Linked DNA regions of Rattus norvegicus: region 2 is linked to region 1. The links are chromatin contacts, called in public Hi-C maps. All regions are on one chromosome and are shown on one strand. Each heading gives the region's core, a stretch centred on a gene start, on an enhancer-like site or on the middle of the called end of the contact. The rest is flanking DNA. Distances are from core to core; before and after follow the strand shown.

Region 1 (6,769 bases), core at 1,707-4,206:
CTACAAAGAAAAACCCTGTCTTAACCCCCCTTACCCCCAAAAAGCAAGGGAGAGAACCAGAAGTAAAACATTATATTTAGCTGTCTACCTGAAATTATACTTACAAATTTTAAGCAATAACTGATGAATCTTGAATCATTGTGGTAGTTCTTCTTATCTAAGAATTCCTTCATTAAATGTTCTAATATTGTCACCAAGTGTTCTTTATTGTCAGGAAAATTTTCTTCTACCCACTTCATAAAGCTAGAAAAATATGGATATTAGTTTTCCACAGGGTAGCATATGGTTCCTTTGTTTAAAGGAAAACAAACAAACATGCACTAACCTTTCCCATTCTCCAAGTGGGTCATTACCCTTGTAGCTTTGCATATGGGCTTCAAACATACTAGAACACAAAAGTACAGACATGAAAGGAGGAATAATTCCTGGATGCCAAAGATATATTTGATTCTACATTATGTTATCTATATACTTGAGAGTGGAAATCCTGAATATCAACCAAAATATCACATAAAAGAGCAATCATTCAGAGGTGTTCAGAAAAGTCAGAATCAGTATTTGCCTCAAAGTCTATCTAGACTTGGTGATCCCAATGTCATTGCTCCCCAGTGGTATTGAGACAAGCGATACTTAGGCCCTTATTTCTCAGGAGCATAGGTAAGTTAGGGGGTTAGAATAAGATCCAAAGAAAGCCTCTCCTCTGGTGTGACAGCCCCAATACTACAATTTGGAGTTTCCAGAGACTGTTTGCTTGAGTCCAAATCTAACATTGTCCCAAAGGATAAGCACATGATGACAGTGCTGATAAATACCCATAGAGCTCCCAGAGGATTTTGCTTTTCTTACTTCCACAATACCTAACCACAGTTTAATTAGTCAGGCAAACAAATCAAGTCCTAACAACTTCACGTGCTAGTGGGGTAAACAAACAAAAACATAAAAAAATAGTACCATGTTTCATTGACTGTTAAATAGAAAAGGGAGGCAAGTTAAGTGGTAAGAGTGGGCACGAGTTATCCTTAAGGAATCAAAATTAGTGTAAAAAGGTGTAAAGTGTAAAGAGGCAAGCTCTATCTGCATTTTTTAAAATTTTATTTATTTTATGTATGTGGTACACTGTTGCTGTCTTTAGACACACCAGAAGAGGGTATCGGATCCCATTACAGATGGTTGTGAGACACCATGTGGTTGCTGGGAATTAAACTCAGGACTTCTAGAAGAACTGTCAGTGCTCTGAACAGCCGAGCCATCTCTCCAGCATTTTAAAATGTCTTCTTTGTTCCTTTACATAAAGGGGTAGGGGTGGAACTATAAATAGGAATCAGTTCAGAAGTTATGGCACAGTCCTAATAGGTAGTAAGTAAGGGTGAGAATAGCATATGTACAACTACAGAGAGAGGGAAGATGGGAATCAACTGTATTTTCAGTATGAATCCAGTTGAGAAACACTCATAGGTTTTTAAATTGAGAAATGAGATTAGGAGAGAAAGAATTTAAAAGTAGTATTTTTGTAGATGATGAGAAAATCTATCTCAAAATATATTTCATTGGCATACTGAAATCACTTAGAGAAACTGCAAAGGCTGTCTCATGATTTTGTGGGCAGTAGTAGTATAGATTTTAGTAATGTCTTTTTTTTTTTTTTTAAAGATCAAGGTCTCTCACTTTTTTCACTTAAAAGGAACACATTTTGGATTCCTTTTAGCATGTCTGAAATGTCAGCACAACTTCTTTGTTTATAAGTTCTTATTTAGCAAAATAAGATATACAAATATTTGTCCAAGGTAAACATTGAATAACCTTACACCAACCACATCTCCTGGGAAAATCGCTTAAACACACTGTAACTTAATGCTAAAACATCAAATTAGCCTTTAAAAATCAAAATACCTAGTTACTTTTTTAGAATGGGGAGGGGAGATCCTTAGTCGATCTGATCAAAAGTTAAATTGCTTAACGCCAACAGATTTTGGATATCTTACTTATCTAATACCTAAAGGACTGATAAAAATAAAAATTGTATTTCTTGTAACATCTGATTTAACAGTTTTAAAATGGCTTACCATCACAGGCTGGGTAAGTCACCTAAGTGCACCCCATCCCAGTCCAAAAAATAAAAAAGTAAAAAAGCAATCAGTGTGGTAATCTTAAAAAAAAAAAAAAAATCTGGTTGCAGGAAGATTTAAATGACTTAATAGCAAGCATTTTTTCCATAAAGTTCAGCTTCAACTTTTGTTTCTTACATATCGAGAAATAGTAAATTTTTTCCTTAGTTGGGTGGCGTTTTTACCAGAGATTTTGTAATTTTCTCCAAAAATCTCACCACCCTAGTTTGGGTTTTGAGGGCAGGGCGTTCCTCGCATTTGGACCGAGTTCTCCATGGACACACGTGACTTCTGAAGGTCTGGCAGACTGCCCAAATCCCAAATCCTGTGCACAAAACAGTAACCGGCTGCAGCTTGCACCTCTACGCGAGTGAGCCGGGGGCCGCCGCCTTGCCTGAGGCCTGGTGTGGCAAACCCACTGAGGAAGCAGCGCTGAGGAGAAAGCGCTCCTGAGGGACCCGCACTCCAACCGTCCGGACCGGCACTCAGTCCGGCTCGCGCTCTCACTCCACCTGAACGACACTTACCGAAAGACATTTCCGAGGTTGTCCATGACGAGAAAAAGCGCGCAGCGGTGAAATACCCCATCAGCCGCCGACTAAACACCCCATCAGCCCCCACCCCGAGCCTCGAAGGCGGCCAGCGATTCGAATTCCCCGCGCAGCCGCACTTGTAATGTCGAGCGTTGGCAGCGCGCCTGACTATTGGTTTCCGCTGCGGGAAAGTTGGCCAATCGCTGCGCCCGTTGCTGGGAGACAAAGTCCCGCCCCCACCCCCTCGCCCTCCTCAGCCGTTCTTTCACTTGCCCTTAGGCCTTTAGTGAATCCTAGGCTAGGTGCTGGCTGAGGTCAGGTTCGTTTCCGTTCTAGTGAGACAATAACCATTTTTTTTTAAACATAGGGATTATTGTTATTATTTTTTAAACTGTAGGAATTGCAACTGGTTTACAGTATTACACTATCAGGCTGAACGCGACGATTCTGTGACTGGAACTGCTTTGAGCCTTCCTGGGTCTTGAGAGTCGCGAATTTTTGTTCTCTTTGCTTAACTAACAGAAATTGCATGGCTGGTGAGCTGGCTCAGTGAATAAAAGCATCCATAAGGTGGAAGGAAACAAAACCAACTTCCTCAAGTTGTCCTCTGATTTCCACACGCATGCCGTGGTACATACTCGTATAACAAATAAGAAAACCACACTCATGTCGGGTTCATGAATGAAGAAAAATAGCCCTGTTTGTAGGACCGTGTATGTGTGTGTGTGTTCCAGAGTTCTGTGGGATCCTGCGCCTTTGGCCTCTGCCAGCACCTGCACATACTAGGTTCAGATAAAGTCACACTCACACATATTCGTATAATAATATTCGTAAAATATTCATAATAACTTTGTAAAGAGTCCGGATGTCCAAGAATAAATATTTAACGTGTTCATGTGTTCTGAGAGTGAGTTGAGAAATAATCTAGTCTTCTCTGCCTCTTGAGTTTTAATAATTTCCCACTTTGCCTCTCTAGGGTCACTTGACCAAAGCAAGTAGAACATAAAAGGCTCGTGTGATTACTTACCTTCCTGCTTCTAAAGGTCCTGGGAGTTTCAGCTTCCTTAAGTTGATAGACTGAGAGACATTTCCTAACCTAGAGAAAAGAATTATGAGTGACTTCTCATTTGATTTCTTAGACTCACTAGAGGGATATTCCTGACATGTTTTTATAGCTGCACACTAAAATATTGTCTGTGATCATGATATTGGCAGATGTCAGAATTGGTCAACACCACTAGAGGGAGTTCCAGGTTCTTGCATTCCTAGTATATAGTAACAAGCAAAGTGAAGAATACACTCCCAGGACCTCCGGAAAAGCCATCTGAGTTCAAACCCCAGCAACCACATGGTGGCTCACAACCATCTGTAATGGGATCAGATGCCCTCTTCTGGTATGTCTGAAGTCAGCTATAGTGTACTTATATATAAAAAATAAATTAAAAAAAAAAAGAATATACTTCCAAACTGGGTTGTGGTGGCACATGCCTTTAGTCCCAGCACTCAGAAGGCAGAGAAAAAGCAGATCTCTGAGTTCCAGGTCAGTCTGGTCTGCAGAGTGAGTTCCAGGATGGCCAGGGCTACACAGAGAAACCCTAAAGCCTAAAGCAGAAAGAAGGCTTATAGAAACTCAATAAAGGCCATCCAAAGGATTGGGACTTTCATGCCACATTCTCTGGGGTTTTGGGTCATCTTCATAGCATGAGATTGCTTGTGCATGCCGCGTTACATGAGGTTGTCTTTACAAATTCATGCATGGCATGTCTCATTAGTATTTCAGTATTAAAATGTTACCTTCAGGCATGGGATGGGGGTGGGAAATGAGGGGTGGGTTGGGGGAAGATACTAGTGGCTCTGGCCAGTTCAAAGACCTCCTCAGCCTTTCTTTTCGTGGACAGATTCTTCTCATATGTTAATTTAGCAGCCTTTGTGTGAGGCTTTCTGGACTTCACCCTGGACACAACTCTTTGGCCTTAATTAGAAGCAGAATAACAACACTCTAGTTAGTCTACTTGGGAGCAAAGGAAAGGCTGGAGAAGAGGTAAAGTGAACCCAAGTTACATACAGACATCTATATGTTTAATCTGGGCACACGTATTGCTCATTTTCTTATTATTGTTATGCCTTATATATTACAAAAGCGTGCCTTGTGTTTAACAATGGATTTCTGTTTAACAATGGATTTCTCTTAACGAAAAGTTTTAGTTAAGATAACAGTGGAAAGTTGTGATAGCCTTGGTTTATCACAATGTAGCCATTTGTGTTTTCTTGTGCAGACCTTTATTTTACCTGTGCTGGAGAAGTCTAACCGGCACTGTCCAAAGAAACTGTGGCCGAGTATGACTGTTTAAAATTAACACCAGGAACTGCTCTTTAAACCACGCCTCCTGTCAAACACCCACCAATCAAAACTGTTTTCTGGGAATCACGGAGGAGCAGCTGCTGTGTGCACACAGCCCCAGGTGACTCTGCTGTTTGGCGCACAGCTCCCTCGGCGTGTACTCAGTAACCTTGTCGTTTCTGAAGATATTGTGGTGGCTGTCTCAGGAGGCTGTGCCTTTCCTCTCTCTGGACATTTGTCTAGAATATGGGGGTAAGAAGATCCAGTAATTAAAAACTGCCCAAGTTTTCCCTCTGCCACTTTTGTTCACAGTGAGCAAATAGCACAAGGCAAATAAAGCAAACCAATAGCCTAAAGCCAAGCCTTTTCCCGGTCTCTTCTGCTCCACATAGTAGCTTTTTTGTTCCACTCCCAGTTTTTCCATTTTTCTTACCCCAAGTTTTGAGCAGCAGGCAGAGACTACTCAATTGGAGAATATCCCCTGCAGTGTCCCCATCAGAAAAGAAGGAACTGTCCGAACAAGCTCCAGGATGCCTTTAAACTCTTAGGTTTACTATGGTTACATGATTTCTGAAATTTACATACTCAAATGCTCACAAGGACAGGCTGCACCTCATTACAGAACCACAGCTTTGGGTTGTAGAGTCCACGCCCTGTAGTCTCCATAAAAATAGCATTCATTAATTAATAATGCCCCAAGTCAGTCCTGTAGTGTGTAACTCACTTATGTGAGCCCTGGATAGGGTGTTTAGGAAGCGACTAAGAGATGTGTGCCCTTGGGCAAGTCATTAAACATTGCTGGTTATTCATCTGTAGACGAAGTTTAAAGGAAACCTGAGCACCAGATGCTCAAGGTTATGCAGTACCTCACCATAAACCACTGCACGTAGAATGCCCTATAAATGACCTTGCTGGGGAGGGGGTCAGTCTGTTGCTCCTTCCAGGGCCAAGAGGCCAGGTGCTGTGCAGAGGGAAGCCAGAAACAATTTTAGAGCCTTTCTCTTGTACTGAAGACCTGAGAAGCTCTTGGAGACTAATTTAGAGGCCCTCCCTCTCCAGTCCATTACAGACAAGTTATACTTCTCAGAGGCCAATCACTGTTGGTTCCCTTCATTCCAACCTTTCTGGTCTATATCTGTCTGTCATGGGCAGGATTTCTGGGCCTGGACCAGGGGTAGCTGGAACATCTATTCTGGTGCCTTTGTCCTCTCCGAGCTTTCTGATGGCCTTGAAGGACTCCCAGTCCCCAGCTGAGTACTTTTTGCTGGGGAGGAGGGTACTTCTTTGTAGGGCTGTCTAGAGCTCCTCAGGGTAGCATCTAGAAAGAGAGGGCAGCATCTTGGTCTGACTGTTCTGCTTGTTAGGTTGAAGGCTATGGGGAAAACGAAAGGGCTGGAAGGGATTTGGCAGCTGTCAAACCCCTCAGCAGGTTCCTAGATGGGGTCGGGAGTATTATATAGCCATATTATGTAGCCATATCAGCAATGTAGCCTTATAGAGGTCCCTGCCATGTACCTCCACTGCATTTGGTTGGTCAGGAATGGTTATCTTACCCACACTAAGCCAATCAAAGTTGTACTAAAATTGCTGCAACTGGAAATGAAGGGGAAACAAAGGTAGTTTCTTATGGTTGGAGCTGAGAACTGTGATGTTGGGGTTCTGTTGGTCTCTGTGGTTCTTACTTCCAGGTAGGCTTTGGTCTTGCTCTAAGAATGGAGAAAGACTCTGTGTGTGTGTGTGTGTGTGTGTGTGTGTGAGAGAGAGAGAGAGAGAGAGAGAGAGAGAGAGAG
Region 2 (6,769 bases), core at 2,507-5,006, 320 kb after region 1:
CCCTTGTTCAGTTCTAGAAAAATAATTCTTTATTTTTGCTTCCTTGTATGGGTGGTGGGTGGATGGTTGGGATGGTGCTGGTGTCTAAATCATAGAAAATGAAAGAGAAACACAGCCCTGGTCTGCAACCTCCCTCCCTTCTTCTAGGAAGTCTGACCTGATGTGCCTGCACTGTCTAGCAGAGTGGGTCGATCACTCGTCGACTTTGCGCAGTTGGAGAGGCCGGGAAGGGACTGACGTCTAGCCTTGGTTTGTTTAGTGGTCCACTGCAGTATCTGGGACCCTCCTTACTGCCTTCTAGACTCTGTTGGCACCTTTCTGGTGAGATGAAGCAGATCTTTTCAGCGGCTCATATATTCAGAAGTTCTTGTCAGTTGCCTCTGTGCGCCAGAGGGTGGCACTCCAGAGGTGGAGAGGAAGGGCGGGAAGAAGGAAGGAGTGGAGAGAAGGCAGCTTTAAGTCTCAGACCTAGGTTTCTAGTTATCAAGATGTCTGAGCCAAGAGCCGCTACCCTCAAACCCTTACGGGGGGGGGGGGGACTTAAGTTTCGGCTCAACCCGGGGGTCAGAGACTTAGAGGTTTTAAAGAAGACACGGCTTGTTTAGAAACAATAACTCCTGTGTTATTTGTGTAACCCAAAATGTTTTGCACTTCTGAGGAGCAGATTGCAAGTCCTCCATAAGCTAGACCACATCTGACCTGTCCCTCTGTGTCATGTCTTGCAGTTGCTGAATTTGTGCGAGTCCGTGAAGGATGACTCCCTGAAGGTGATCTCTGCCTTCAATATTCCACACACCACCATCCACGCACCAACAGCGGGAACCCCCAACACCGGGGCTGCGGAGGCCTTCTCCCCGGCGCCCACGCAGCCACTGGTGCAGAATGGGACGCGGTCTCGACTGGCCAAGCTGTGAGCCAGGCGAGAAATTTAGTGTCCCATCTTCCGAATATTTGGCTAGAACCGGAGCAGAGGGCAAAGTGGCAGATGCAGGGCAACCACCTTGGGGAATTTCATCAGGCAGAGGAGGAGGTCCGGCTAAGGCTGGCAAGGAGCACGACAAGTTGTCCGGGAGAGGGAGCCCTAGATGGACGCCCCAGTAGCATAGTGACTTATCCAGGTCTAGTAACCTCCCTGGCCCTTGCCTTGACTTCTCCCAGCCATGGCCATGGATCCCCAGACAATCGTCTCGCCCACCGCACGGTGCCACCAAAGATCTCTACCGTCAGCGGTGACTCAGATTCACAGAGACTTCGAAAGACATTGGGGCTGGGTGAAAAAAAAATCAAAACATAAAAATCAAACACCCTTAGGCAAAAGGGGTGGAGGAAAGCTCCACCCTCTCCAAGCTCGGGCAAAAGTTCAACAAGGGATGATTAGTGAATCAGACTTGCTCCAACTCTGTGAGGAAATGCGCTGTCGAGAGCGGAGAGCTTAAGCCCGGAGTCGCCCTAGTCTTACCAGGTAGGCGATCTCCGGACCGCAGGATCATGCGCAACAAGTTTCTCCTCGCTAAACTGTTACCTAGCCTTCAGAAAAGCGTACGTGTGAAAAGTTTAATATATTAAACGGTAGAAAGGTGCTCCGGCGACTTGGAAAGGTAGGGATGGCGGGTCTGGGGAATAGTTGGAATAAAGTGTTTTTGGAATTTGGAGAGATTACACAGGCGGAAATGAATTTCTCATTTGTGTTCTGACTTGGCGTTGCCCAGTTTCGTTCTCATCTCTAGCCATCGTCTCGATTCCCTTCCTCCACATCGTTGGCAGCCTCGGGAAGGCACCGGTGATCCACTGGCCCTTCCCACCTTGCTCTTCCCCGCCGTCAACTCCGATCCCAGGAGTTCTCCCGACCCAACCCTAGAAACTGCAAGGGCCCAAATGCCCGCGGCTACCTTACTTGAGGCACTTGGTGGAAGCTCCCCTGACTGCCTTGTTCGCGGGTGATGCAAGAGCCTCCGCCTCCAGCCCGGCTTCCTAATTCAGCCCTAAATAAGAGCACATAGCCCAGTCCGTTGCTTTCCCCAGTGCCTGTAAATTTTCTTTTAGTGTGTCCAGGGTTGCAAAATCGGAAGACTCCAGAGCAACCTGCTCCTACGAAGAAACACCGGAGCTTTCCCCACCCCCAACCCCCCCATCCCTGTGTGGTTCTTCTCTAGTCTAAGGCTGAGGCGCCTGGCTGCCCGCTGAGGGCGTGGAGCAGGCAGACTTGTTACTGGTTTTGGACTCCCGGAGTAGCAGCAGCAGATTGGGCTGCATGGGTGGGATGCCGAGTGGTCGGTCAAGGCACAGTACTGGTTCACAGCCTTGGTCAAGACAGACCTGCATCCATGCCCTTGCCCTGTGCTCTCTTATAGCGATCGTCCCTCACCTCCAGCAAGGCTTTGTCCTGAGCCCCCCAGTTTCCCTGGGAACCAATAACTTCTTAACCAATAACTCGCTCAGGATTCACCTAAGAGCCAAGATTTAGCCTGGGGCTTTGCTGTGTCACCGTGACGTTAGGTCCGCTTATAAACATCAAAATGACCAAGATGGTCCAACGGTGGGACGACAGGCCACCTGACACTTGTTCCTCATGAAAAGGCCATGTCCCTCTTGCTGCCAGCCTGGATGCAGGTTGGGTAGCCCTTAAATCGAGTTTCTTTAATCCTCACGTGTGGGGACGATCCATTTCCAGACCAGCTACTCTCGGCCGCCGCTGTGAGAGAAGAGGTTGGGGGTGGGGACGCACATGGCACCATTGACTTCGAGACTTCGGTTAGGGTCACGAAGGCCTCAGGAGGGTCAGGGGATTTTTCAACCCCCTTCTGGCTTTCCTAGCTTGCCCTGAATTCCGCTGTTCCGCGGCCGCCAGCTTCAGCGGGCCGATGGGTAGACAGTTCCAGGCGGTACTCTGTGAGCCCAATAAATTTTGAGGATCCCAGTACAGCTCATGGCGCAACAGTCTTTATTTGGTAGCCCACCTCCTTTTCCTTGTTTATTCTTTTCGAGTTAACTTTCTCATTCCCCTATTTTATCTGCTTTATCGTGCACGCCCATCGCTCCCCGAAGCCTCCCTGGTCTCTCAACTGTCCTTCCCACCACCAGCTCTGCACTGGGGAAACAAACATATAGAACACAAAAACAACAACAACAAAACAAAACAACACACACACACACACACACACACACACACACACAAAACCAGGGAGAGCCTAAATGAGGACAGAAGGCGGCGGTGATGAAGAGTCCCGCTTGTGGCATAGCCGAGGAAGGGCAAGCATCTTTCTGATCTGGGTCCCCGGAGGCCAGGAATTCTTGGAAAGGACAGTACCCATCCTTGCACCAATCTAGTCCCTTTGGTTTGGGGCTGAGAAGCTCCGCAAACCAAGGGAGCAGGGGCGCCTCCTGAGGCTTCCAACTGGCGGCCGCGGCCAGGCTGGACACAGAGCAGCGTGCCCTGAGCGCCCCCTAAGTTCCGCTCTGCGAGGTGGCCGCCACGGGCGGACCGGGAGGGGCGGGTACATTCTGAGTGGAGGATGGGCGTGCATGCAGCTGCCCACAGGCCAAGTCACTAGGGTAAACACGCCGGGGTGGGCGGCGCACGCAAACTGCAGGACAGCCGGTGGGGCCACCCTCCCCACTACCTGTCGCAGCCTGCACGCGCCAGCGGCCTGGGGGCCGTGGGGGGTGGGACTTACCTTCCGGCTTGCCCGGGCCGGACTGAGCGGGGGGCGGAGCCCGCGGTGATTGGGCGCCGGAGCGGGGGCTCAGTAAGAGCAGAGTGGCTGGGGCAGGCTGCTTTCACTTCGCTCCCCGCAGGCACTGGGTCAACAGCTTGTTGGAGCTCTGCGGTCCTTGCCGCCGCCGCCGTTGTCGTTGCAGTCACCGGATTCCTGCAGCCGCTCCGCGAGCTGTGTTCCACTTGGATTCACACCACCTCCGCTGCCCCCGCCGCCACCGCCTCGGCGCCCTTCCCCTGGCCCTCGTCCACCCAATGTCTGACTCTGATTCTCGGACTGAGAAACGCAAGGTAAACACTCCTCGACTCCCGGGGCGCAGGCTGGGGATGGATAGAAGACAGGCGCCGCAGCCACCTCTGCGGCTTCATCTGTCTCTGGTGTCGCACGTGCGGGTGGAGGCGCTGGTTTGTCCCGCGTGGCGCGCGGCTGCAGGAGGCGAACGCTGGGAGTCGGGTCGAGGTCTCTGCGTGCCAAGGCACTTCTGGGGAAGGGTCGTGGGCACAGAAGCTGCGGGCTCTTAGCCGAAGACCGGGTTGGGCCGGGATGCTGCACGAGGGGCCGCTGAGGCATCTCTCGCGGGCCAGGAGGGCGCGTGGTCTCGGCTTGGAGCGGAGGTCCCGCTTCGTAGTGCCCGTAGTGCGTCCAGCCGGGAAGCGTCGCCGCGACCCAGACGGCCCGGGAGAAGTAGCCGCGCAGTAGCGGCGGGCGGGTAGACTTAACTCTTCGCTGGCGCGGGTTCATTGCGGAGGTTTGAGTATTAAAATCACACGCGCCCAGACTTTGCTTGTACTCACTCAAGCCAGTTTGGCCACAGTGGTCAATTTCGCCTTTCCGGATGTCGCGGGCGGCCCGGTTCTTTTTGCGAGCGTCCTGTGGATATTGAGGAGCGCCGTATCTACAGGAGACAAGAGACCCCGTAAGCCCCCTAGGATCACTTAGGCTACGCGTGTTCCGAGCTCCAGCCAGCTGACTGCCCTGTCTACTCCTTCTAGCCCGATCGCACCAAGACCCAGTCGCATAGGCTAGCGGACCCCTGAGCTCGCGAGCCTAATGCACCCGAGGCAGGCACTGCTTGTGCAAGGCTAACTGAACAGTGGGGGCGGAGGTCTGGATGTGCACGCCCGAGACCGGAGAGGGTCGTTCATATTTGGTGCATGTCGGTAGCACATGGGGGCACAGCAGGTGAAGTTGCTAAGAAGTTCGGCTAGGGACTGCGGGGGCCGTTAGGGCCTTTGCCCGGAGTGGCCTGGAGTGTGATCGTGGCCCCATGCGGATCTCCGAGGGGTGCGGGTCTCGCTTTGTCTCTAATGTCCCGATGCCTTGGCGGCGGGAATTCCCGCAAGGCGCGCGGCGTCCGGGCCGGGCCCTGGGGCGGGGCGGGGCGCAAAGCAAAGCAGCCCGGCCCCCTAAGTTCCAGCCGTAGCTGCGGCGGCCGGCACAGTCTGCGCGGCGCTGGGAGGCGAGTTTGTCAACAATCGCCTTGCCTTCGGCTGCCTGACCCGTAGGCGCCGCCCCCGCCGCCTCTGCCCATTGGTTACGGTGAGGAGCGACTGCGCGCGGGCCAATGGGGAGCACTAGCAGCCGGCGCCAGGGGCGCAGGGCTGGCGGTGCCCGCGCGGCGGCGGGAGCTGCGCGCGAGGGGCGGAGCGGGAGGAGGCGGAGGATGATCCCGGCGGTGGCCGGTGCAGCGCGAGCCAGAGGCGCGGCGCGCGAAACCTTGGGCTCCCCGGCGGAGCGTGGCGGAGGGCGGACGGGCAGGCGAGGGGCCCTGGAGCCCAGGACCCGGCTTTGTTTCCCTTGCCTTCTCGGTGGCTACGTGCAGGGGTCGTCCGATCGGCACAACACGCTGCGCTCCGAAGGGAAGGGGCGGACGTGAGTCTCCGTGTGGTGGCCCGGGGAGGGAAAGAGTCAGCCTTGCGCCGGGTATTGCCAAGCGCACGTAGCTAGGTGTGGAACTTTCAAAGGGATGTCTCTGAAGGCCCCCATTTGGAAGTGTGCACATTTCGGCAAGGTTGCACGGGAGAGAAGTGGTTTAGTGTTTGGGGTGGCGCTCAGGGCAGGCAGCAGGAGGGACCTTGCGGCCGAGGGCGCCCGACCCGGGCGGAGCTGCGCTCGGAGTTACAAACTCTATTGTGACGCACTTACTACGACTGACGGCCGCTGCCAAACCTTCTCCAGACTTGCTGCCCTCAGCATTTTCGGCAAACAATGGGGCCGGAGCAGGGAAGGCGGCCAGCCGCCTGCAATCTCTGCATCTGCGCCGGCTCCTGTGCTCCAGCGCCGCATCTGAGCCCGGGAAATGGGAGCCCGCTGGGATTTTCAGACTTGATTCAAGTTTGTCCTGAAGGAAAAGCACGAAATGTAGACTTCCCATGAGCTGCTTCTCCTAAAACTTCTGTGGTTGTGTATGTGCGTGAGCGCACCAACTGACTCCACAAGCTATGGAGTTGATACTTTGTTTTGTTTGGTAGTCTGATTTAGTTTCACCCTGCATCAAAATAAACACACCTTCATTATTTTGGGTGCACTTTTGATCTTACTTGGAAGATAGTCAGAAAAGCAAACAACATAACAAAGAATCTGAGGTTGACTCTAGAATTCTTAACGAGTGGATGAAATGATTTTAAAACTTAATTTGCTGAAGATAATCGTTTTGTTGTCTCTCCTCCCCTCCGGTTTCCTTGCAGAAAAAAAGACCAAATGGCCAAGCAACCTTCTGATGTAAATTCTGAGTGTGACAGAGAAGGTGGACAATTGCAGCCTGCTGAGAGGCCTCCCCAGCTCAGGCCTGGGGCCCCTACCTCCCTACAGACAGAATCGCAAGGTAATCCCGACGGCGAAGGGGACCGCTGCCCCCACGGCAGCCCTCAGGGCCCGCTGGCCCCACCGGCCAGCCCTGGTCCTTTTGCTACCAGATCCCCACTTTTCATCTTTGTGAGAAGATCTTCTCTGCTGTCCCGGTCCTCCAGTGGGTATTTCTCTTTTGACACAGACAGGAGCCCGGCACCCATGAGTTGTGACAAGTCAACACAAACCCCAAGTCCTCCTTGCCA

Evidence for each region. A called contact is a pair of places that touch in the nucleus more often than the background predicts.
Region 2: a contact with region 1 is called in a Hi-C map of liver, with 4 times the contacts expected there. The contact joins the promoter of Bcl2l11 here to the promoter of Bub1 in region 1. A contact is called at or near these places in 3 of 12 Hi-C or Micro-C datasets (Schwann cells, liver and mammary epithelial cells).

Annotation. Positions count from the first base shown.
Region 1 is chr3:135,501,965-135,508,733 of GRCr8, forward strand. Bub1 (BUB1 mitotic checkpoint serine/threonine kinase) reads right to left here and starts at 2,957. Exons shown (of 25, transcript NM_001106507.1): 1 at 2,633-2,957; 2 at 326-385; 3 at 105-243. The coding sequence starts at 2,658.
Region 2 is chr3:135,816,286-135,823,054 of GRCr8, forward strand. It overlaps Bcl2l11 (Bcl2-like 11), which reads left to right and starts at 3,757. Exons shown (of 4, transcript NM_171988.3): 1 at 3,757-4,006; 2 at 6,404-6,769. The coding sequence starts at 6,417. It overlaps Acoxl (acyl-CoA oxidase-like), which reads left to right. Exons shown (of 19, transcript NM_001415677.1): 19 at 726-4,006. The coding sequence ends at 914.